Linked DNA regions of Delphinus delphis: region 1 is linked to region 2. The links are chromatin contacts, called in public Hi-C maps. All regions are on one chromosome and are shown on one strand. Each heading gives the region's core, a stretch centred on a gene start, on an enhancer-like site or on the middle of the called end of the contact. The rest is flanking DNA. Distances are from core to core; before and after follow the strand shown. Region 1 holds the start of RESF1 (retroelement silencing factor 1). Region 2 holds the start of ETFBKMT (electron transfer flavoprotein subunit beta lysine methyltransferase).

Evidence for each region. A called contact is a pair of places that touch in the nucleus more often than the background predicts.
Region 1: a contact with region 2 is called in a Hi-C map of lung, with 3 times the contacts expected there. The contact joins the promoter of RESF1 here to the promoter of ETFBKMT in region 2. A contact is called at or near these places in 2 of 3 Hi-C or Micro-C datasets (lung and muscle).

The regions. Positions count from the first base shown.
Region 1 is chr11:26,577,410-26,581,097 of mDelDel1.2, reverse strand. RESF1 (retroelement silencing factor 1) reads right to left here and starts at 1,275. Exons shown (of 4, transcript XM_060024559.1): 1 at 1,193-1,275.
Region 2 is chr11:26,323,101-26,326,988 of mDelDel1.2, reverse strand. ETFBKMT (electron transfer flavoprotein subunit beta lysine methyltransferase) reads right to left here and starts at 2,062. Exons shown (of 4, transcript XM_060024550.2): 1 at 1,982-2,062; 2 at 51-443. The coding sequence starts at 376.

The sequences.
Region 1 (3,688 bases), core at 26-2,525, 250 kb before region 2:
TACGACATTGCTGTGCAAACTGTTCCTTAAGGTTGCACCAAAAGCAAACTAAGTTTACTGAATTCTTATTAAGAAGGCAAAGTAACAGAAACAAACTGGGTCTGCCTTAAAATACCGTTCACTTTTTAAGTGATAATTCACGTGCGCTCCTCCTGGGCCACTATTATTTTATCACGCTAAACAACACTTTAACTTAATTCTTTATTGGATTAGTAAACAAGAAGCCAACTATACAGTAAAAAAAAAATAAGTAAAACCTTAACTCATGCATAATAATACTAAAACTTAACTGTGGTTTACAGCTAACGCATTAATCAGAAAAATCCCCAAACAAGCTCTGCGACCCGCCTATTTAAATGCACCCAAGCTCATCCCCATCACTTGCTGTTCTCCTTATTTTGATTACAGGCACTAGAAGTATTACAAATTGTTTTCAGTGAAACGATTCTCCGGAAGCTTGCTGAACTCAGGATCCTAAGGTCATCTGCTTAGGGAATTCGCGTCCCTCGAGAACATCTAAAATCTGTACGCATTTGTGCATTTAAAAATGCCTCGAGGGACTAACTATTGCAGAGGAACAGAAAACGTCTCCGGCACAAGCGCGTTCGCGGGCCACTTGGAGATGCAAGCGAAGCAATTCTGTTTCGGGAGGTTCTGCATAATGGGGGTGGGGAGGAAGAAAACACTAGAAAAATAAATGCAAAACAAAGATCTTTTTTTCAAGCCAGCGACAGGAAATCAATAACAACATAAGCCACTCTCACATCCAGCCTAACCAATCGCCTTGGAATTTAACAAAATGCGTCCTCGCAGTCTGCACCCGCGACCTCTACGGTGAAGAGTAAGGCGATCCACAGAAAACACACGGCGAGGCGCCGCCCTCTGGGTCAGGCTCTGAGTCCGCGGCTCCTCCGGGCCGGCCCCGCGCCGTGGGAGGGCAACAAGCCGAGCCCAGCGGGCCCGCCCAGCTCTGGGCGGCGGCCAGCGGGGCGCGTTCACCGTGGGCCCGAGGCCCGAGCCCCCGGAGCCCCTGCAGCCGCCACTCTGTCCCCGCCACAGAACAAAAGCGCTCACCGCCGCACGCCCAGCCCCGCCCGCAGACGCCTGGACTCCCGGTGCCCCCAGCCCAGCCAAGACCAGAGAAGATGTGCGAGTGCCGGCCGGGAACCAAGCCCCCCCACCCCCAACTCACCAACGGGCACACAACCCAGCCAGGGCGAGCGGAGGAAAACGCAGCGCCTGGCAGCCCCAGAGTTTAAGTCAACTCGGGTCCGCCTCCAGGGGCGGGTCGAGTTGGAGGCCCGGCTCCCGGAACAGTACAACCCCTCCCCGGGCGCAACGGCAGCTGCGAGACCCGGTCCCCGGCGCCGGGGTCCTAGTGCCGATCGGATGAAGTAGCGTCCGGGGCCAGCCCCGCCCCCCAGTCATCTCCCAAACTTGCAAAGCTAGTTCACGTATCTGAGGAAGAAAACTCCAGCAGTGGCTCTCCGCCTTTAACTTGCATCAGATTCTTTCGAAGGATTTGTTAAAAAGGGACTGAAGAGCACCATCTGCAAAATTGCCAATTCAGTAAGTCTAACTCCGGGCTGAAAATTCCTAACAAGGGGGAGCATCCATTAACGCAGAGAAACCTCCTAAAAGAAAAGGAAATAGACTCTTTTTGCTGGGGGATTTCTACAGGAGAAAGTTGTGAAAATTAATAAAGGGAAACCTCACCAAAATAGAGTTGGGAGGCCAGAAGGGGGAGCTCTCATGCAGTACAGTACCACTCCCAGTCAATTACAGAAGGAATTGTCAATTACAGGCCCCAAAGAGCAAGATGTACATTGCAGTTCATACAAGAAACAGACTACCCCAGCAACTCAGCCAATGAGAAACTGTCATCACCCTCACTTTTCACCATGCACTTTCCTTCATAAGAACCCCCCCCAAATTCCTCCATTTTCTCTATAAAGTAACTTTCCTTTGTTTGTTGGACTTGCCTATAGCTTTTGCTATAGTTTGCTTGACCCAAATTGCAATTCGGTCACCAAGTGCAAAGTGATACTGCTTGCCCCATGACAGGCCAATAAATCGAGAGACCAGGTGTTGGGGTAAGGAATAGCGACTTTATTCAGAAAGACAGCAGTCGGAGAAGATGGCAGACCAGTGTCCCAAAGAAACATCTTACCGGAGCTAGAATTCAAGCTTCTTTTAATACTAAAGGGGGAGGGGGTGTGGTTGGTTGTTGCAGACTTCTTGGTGCAGGCCAGACCCTGGAGGGGATGTGAGCATCCTTTCTTCTTGTATCTGTCCACAAAGGTCTGATCACCATGTTCCTGTAAACCTCCAACAAGACAAATGTTATTCTTTGTTCTGCAACTGTTTATCTCTATGTAAATGAAAAGTCTTAAACCTTTAAAGGTCAAACCCAGAAGGCAGAGCCTTGAGAATGGCTATCAAGTACATTTCAGACTCTAGGCAGCATTTTTTTGGACAAAGGTGTAGAACCAGCATGACTAAGCACAGGCAATGTGGCAACAGAGCGCAAAGGTTAGAGCTAAAGGTATCAGGTTTGTTCTTCTCTGTTACAATTCCTCTGCTATTCCCGAAAAAAAACCATTTTTGCTGGTAAAATAACTTTTATTTTTAAAGTCAACAAAGTAAACAAGGGAATCCAATCTGAGTGAATAAGAATGAGAAAGGGCAGAGTTGGTTAGTTCTTGTAATATGTAGGGCGGGGTAGTCCTTTGCCCTCTTGAGGTGGAGATCATGGCTCTGCACTCACTTTGGGGAAATCACTTAACCTGTCTCTGCTCAGTTTTCTCATCTGTAAATTGAAAATAACACTAACACTTACCTCATAGGATCGTTGAGATAGTTACATGAGCTAATACATAACTAAAAGCAGCTCTCAGAACATGGGGTGGTGTCCTTGGCTCAGATATGGGGTTTTCCAGAGCCTAAGCCACACAGGTCAGCAAACAGAAGTGAATGCAAGAAACAGGGAGTTTTGTTGCAAGAAAGTCTGACATGAACCCCACTCCTATATAGCCTAAGGATGGCTTAATGCCCAGCAAGATTTAATGCCCGGGAAGCTACAACTCATTCTGAAATGAAGCAGCTGATCTCTCTGCTGTGTATCCTTGCCCCTGTTTGTGCTGACTTTCTCCTGTCTCCTTTAGATGAATAAAGCTTGTCTGATTTTCCGAAAGTGTGGTCTTTCCACCACTCCTAAAGTACAACTGACATTTGTCAATATAGCAGGCCTGAAGGGTCACCAGCAAGGGGACTTGCAAGGGGAGGACACACTCTCTAGAACCTGAAAGTTGTTTAATCAGGGGCTGGACTTTAAGTTGCCTTCTCTTTAAGGTATTTATAATTCAGTATGCTAAACAAAGAAATTTGTTATCCAACTGGTCAGGCTGGGGAAAGATTCCCCAAAAGATTAGATTGTTCTATGCTATGTCCCCTATCATAAATTACAGATCCTCTCTCTGTGTTTCACAATATTCAAAAGAAAGTCTCTCTTTAGTCAAATTACTTTGGCTATAGATGCTATCTCAATCTTTCAAGAGCATAATACTTAGCCTCAAGGCTTGTTAACTCCTAAAGTTATAAAACATGTTTTAGAAAATTGCGTGACATCATTAGCATGTCTATAGTAAGAAATTTGTACGAAAGATGCCTAGTATTCATTTAAGAGGTA
Region 2 (3,888 bases), core at 813-3,312:
AGTAAGGATATGCGGAGCCCTAAAGGTTCCGGCTTCACTTACGGCCGTACCTAGACAGGGCTTGGCCTCCTGGCCAGTAGACTGCCCAGTAAGGATCACTGTGGGGCCACAGGTCAGCTCTCTCCCACCAGAACTTGCATCTGGGGGTCAAAAGCCGCAACTGGATTTCAGGGGTGAGGCTACCACGGTTGGTGACTTCAGTGTTCTCCTCCAGGAAAGCTTTCATCTCAGGGTCCAAAAAGCTTCCGGTTCCCCTCCAGGGGCAGTGGCCCCAGGGAAACAAAGGAAAACGGCTGCTTCTCACAGCCTTCCGAAGGACACCACAGCAGTTCATGGCAAATGATGTAAACGCTCTCCAACCTGAGCTCAAGGCCATCGGTCCTGTCCCAAAGCACAGGTTTGTTGGTGCTGCTCTTAATAACAGCTGCTCCTCCTCCTCCTTCCTGGGGAAAGAATAAGGGTCTGGCTGCCAAACTGATCTCAACTGGAATCTCTGGACCTCTAAAAACATAAATAATACTGAAAACTCCAAGGCTCACCAACACTTCCAAATCCTATTGCATAGTAAGAAAATGTTAGTGTTAGCTCTGTAGCAGATGCTGCACAAGTGCAAGTTCATTTTAGGTGAAAGCGTTGGTGCATTAATTTAGGAAAATCCAATCTTCTAAAAGATGCCTTTCCACAACAGAATCCTTTTTAGTAACTTATAACAACAAATATACAAGCATCTGATTTTGAGAGAATCCTCAGGAACACGCCTTTTACATAAAATAAGGTATACCTTTAAAGTTCTTTCATTCATTTAATAAATCACTTACCTTTAAGCAGGCACTGTGCTTGGCAACTGTGAACAAAATAAACAAAGTCCCCATCTTCGGGAAGCTTAGATTCTAGTGATGGAATAGAGCAATTATCAGGGCAAACACAGTTCTTGCCTTTATGAAGTCTAGCCAAGATTATGCAGATTACCAAATTGTAACTGTGGTTAGAGATATACAAATTATACTGGCTGCTCAATAAAGATAGTCCTAGCATAAAACATCAATGTAATCAAGATTCAGGTGTTTTCCTAAAAACAAACAAAAACAAAACAAACAAAAAACTATGGATTTAATTGTAATAAAAGAATATCAACTCCCAAATCTCTTTCTGTAAATACCTCTGATGAGTCATCTTTACCAAACCTGGACTTAATAGAAAGACACCTTGATGAAAATAAGAATGAGGAAGAGCAGTTTAAGCACAAATTATACACCCAGTTGTTTGGGACCTCTGATCTGTTCTGCATAAATATATAAATAGTCTTACATCCACCCAAGTACTTAGAGTAGGGGCCCCAAACTCAAATGCCTACCCAGGGCCAGACCGGTGATAAATGAGTGATGCAGGCTGGTTGTTAGATCACAGAAGGGCTGTGGCAAACTGGAAACTATTTCAAAACAGTCCCCAGCCAGGGGACACGTGGCCAGATCTTTCAATTTCTCAAAACAATCCAGCTATTTACCCATAAACTCCCACTTTTAAACGTGGGCAGTTAGTTAAAATACCAAGACACGAGGAGGGGCAAAATGTCTGTCTGTGAACCAAGGACAGACCTTAAGTGGGTGCAGCCCACGTTTATTCCTTGTAATCTACGGGTCTCTAACGGCCTGACCTCATTGGACTAATCGTGTAGGGAAGGATTGGGTCAGCCCTTGAATCTCACGAGCCTAAGGTTTGAAAAGACAGCAGAGCAAATACAAGATGATTGATTTTGGACACCCTGTCATGCAGACCGATGATGCCCCGCCCACGCCAGCACCAATGAAGCATCCGTTATGAATATGTGATTATGCGGTGGACACTTGGTACCTGGATTAACTGGTACGGTGAGAAGACAGGTTTAAAGGGGCAAGTTACAAAGTGTTATCACGTAACTTCCCTCGAAGGAGGACGGGAGTCAGTCTTAAAGGGGCAGGCACAGTCCTCCTTTTCTCCTTACCTGGCTGTGCTAACACCGTCCCGGGAAGCTAAGCACAGGGCAGGTCTGTCACTCGCCTTTGCGCCTCTTTTCGCGCCTTCTTTACAACTGCACGCTGGGTCCCACCTCCCCCCCAGAACCGGGCCCCAACACCCAGCACCCCCACCCCCGCCCTGCGTCCCCGCCCCGCCCTCCTGCTCCGCCCTCCTTCCCGGCAGCACTTTCTCTCCCTTACCTGGGCTTCTTAAAGGGACAGGAAGTGCGAAATCAGCCGGCGCCCTGACCTCATTTGGGAAATAAGGGAATGTCAAATACTGATTTCTAAAAAATCCACTCTGAAGCCGTGGATCATCTGCTTCGTGTCAATCACACTTCTAGGCACTGGGCATAGAGCGGTGAGCAAAAGAGACAGCACAAACCCTTAATGACGCTTATATTCAACTGGAATTAAATCATAATATGTCATCCCTTTTATAATAATTTTCCTACACGTACAATCTTTTTTGTTTTTCAACTGTAACTTCTCCTGTCAATAACACTCACTGATTCTCTTGCTAGTAATAATTCTTAATAGATGTTCAAGATCAGTTTGTCTAAGGACTTCTCTGGCAGTCCAGTGGTTAAGACTACACGCTTGCACTGCAGGGGGCGCGGTTGCATCCTTGGTCAGAGAACTAAGATCCCGCATGCCGCCCACCCCCCACTCCCCACTCCCCACCCCCGGTTGAAAAATCAATTTGTCTAAGGATTTTTTTTTTTAATGGATGAGCAATCAAGCCACATTATTTTTGGCTGCCTTGGGTCTTGTTGCTGCGCATGGGCTTTCTCTCGTTGCGGCGAGCGGGGGGCTACTCTTTGTTGCCGTGCGCGGGCTTCTCATTGCGGTGGTTTCTCTTGTTGCAGAGCAGGGGCTCTAGGCACGGGGCGCTTCAGTAGTTGTGGCTCGCAGGCTCAGTAGTTGTGGCGCACACGGTTAGTTGCTCTGCGGCATGTGTGATCTTCGCGGACCAGGGCTCGAACCCGTGTCCCCTGTATTGGCAGGCAGATTCTTAACCACTGCGCCACCAGGGAAATCAAGGATTATTGTTTTTAACCAGCTTCTGTATTCTATCCCAGTGATAGTTTTAAAATCGATCTGCTTCTCTCCATCCCTCCTGCCTCTGCCTTATGATTGCTTGCTTGAATTCCTGCTACTGGTCTCTCTGCAATCCTGCCTTCCTCTATCCCATTCTCTATAGTGCAGCTGAAATGGTTTTTTCTGAAACTTTCATTCCATAGTCCAAAAAAAGGCCTTACATTCCTACAAGATAAGATAAACCAGATAAGCCAAGAGAAACAGACTGTAAGCCCTGAGAAACAAACGTGGATTTTCTTTTCTATTGTTTGGTGGTGTTTTTGTTTTTTGTTTTTGGTCACGCCACTTTTCATGCGAGATGATCTTAGTTCCGCAACCGGCGCCCCCTGCATTGGGAGCTGCCTGGTCCTAACCACTGGACTGCCAGGGAAGTCCCGCCCTTTTGTTCTTTTTAATTGAAAGAACTGTCTCGCTTTTATCAAAATTGACCCAAATGCAACAAAGCAGACCCATCAACTGTCTGATAACAATTGAGCTATCATCTGACCTTGTGATTTTTGCCTTTAAATATGTGCCTACATTTTTGTACACGAGCCAATTCTCTAATAACTGGACACTCTTGCAAGTGCAAGTAAAAATAATTTATCCCCGTACTCAAATTTGTTTTTAAGCGTTTTTTGAACAAGTTATTTAATTATACTTATTAGTTGTATGTCCTTGGGCACATTATTAAACCTTCCTAATGAAGGGGATTAGGATATGCCATTGTGGCACAAGAATTATTTTGAGCGAAAGAGTTTCTGAAATCTCTTATCTGCCTAAAGCTGACTCTCCCAAAAGAACTCAACTGTCA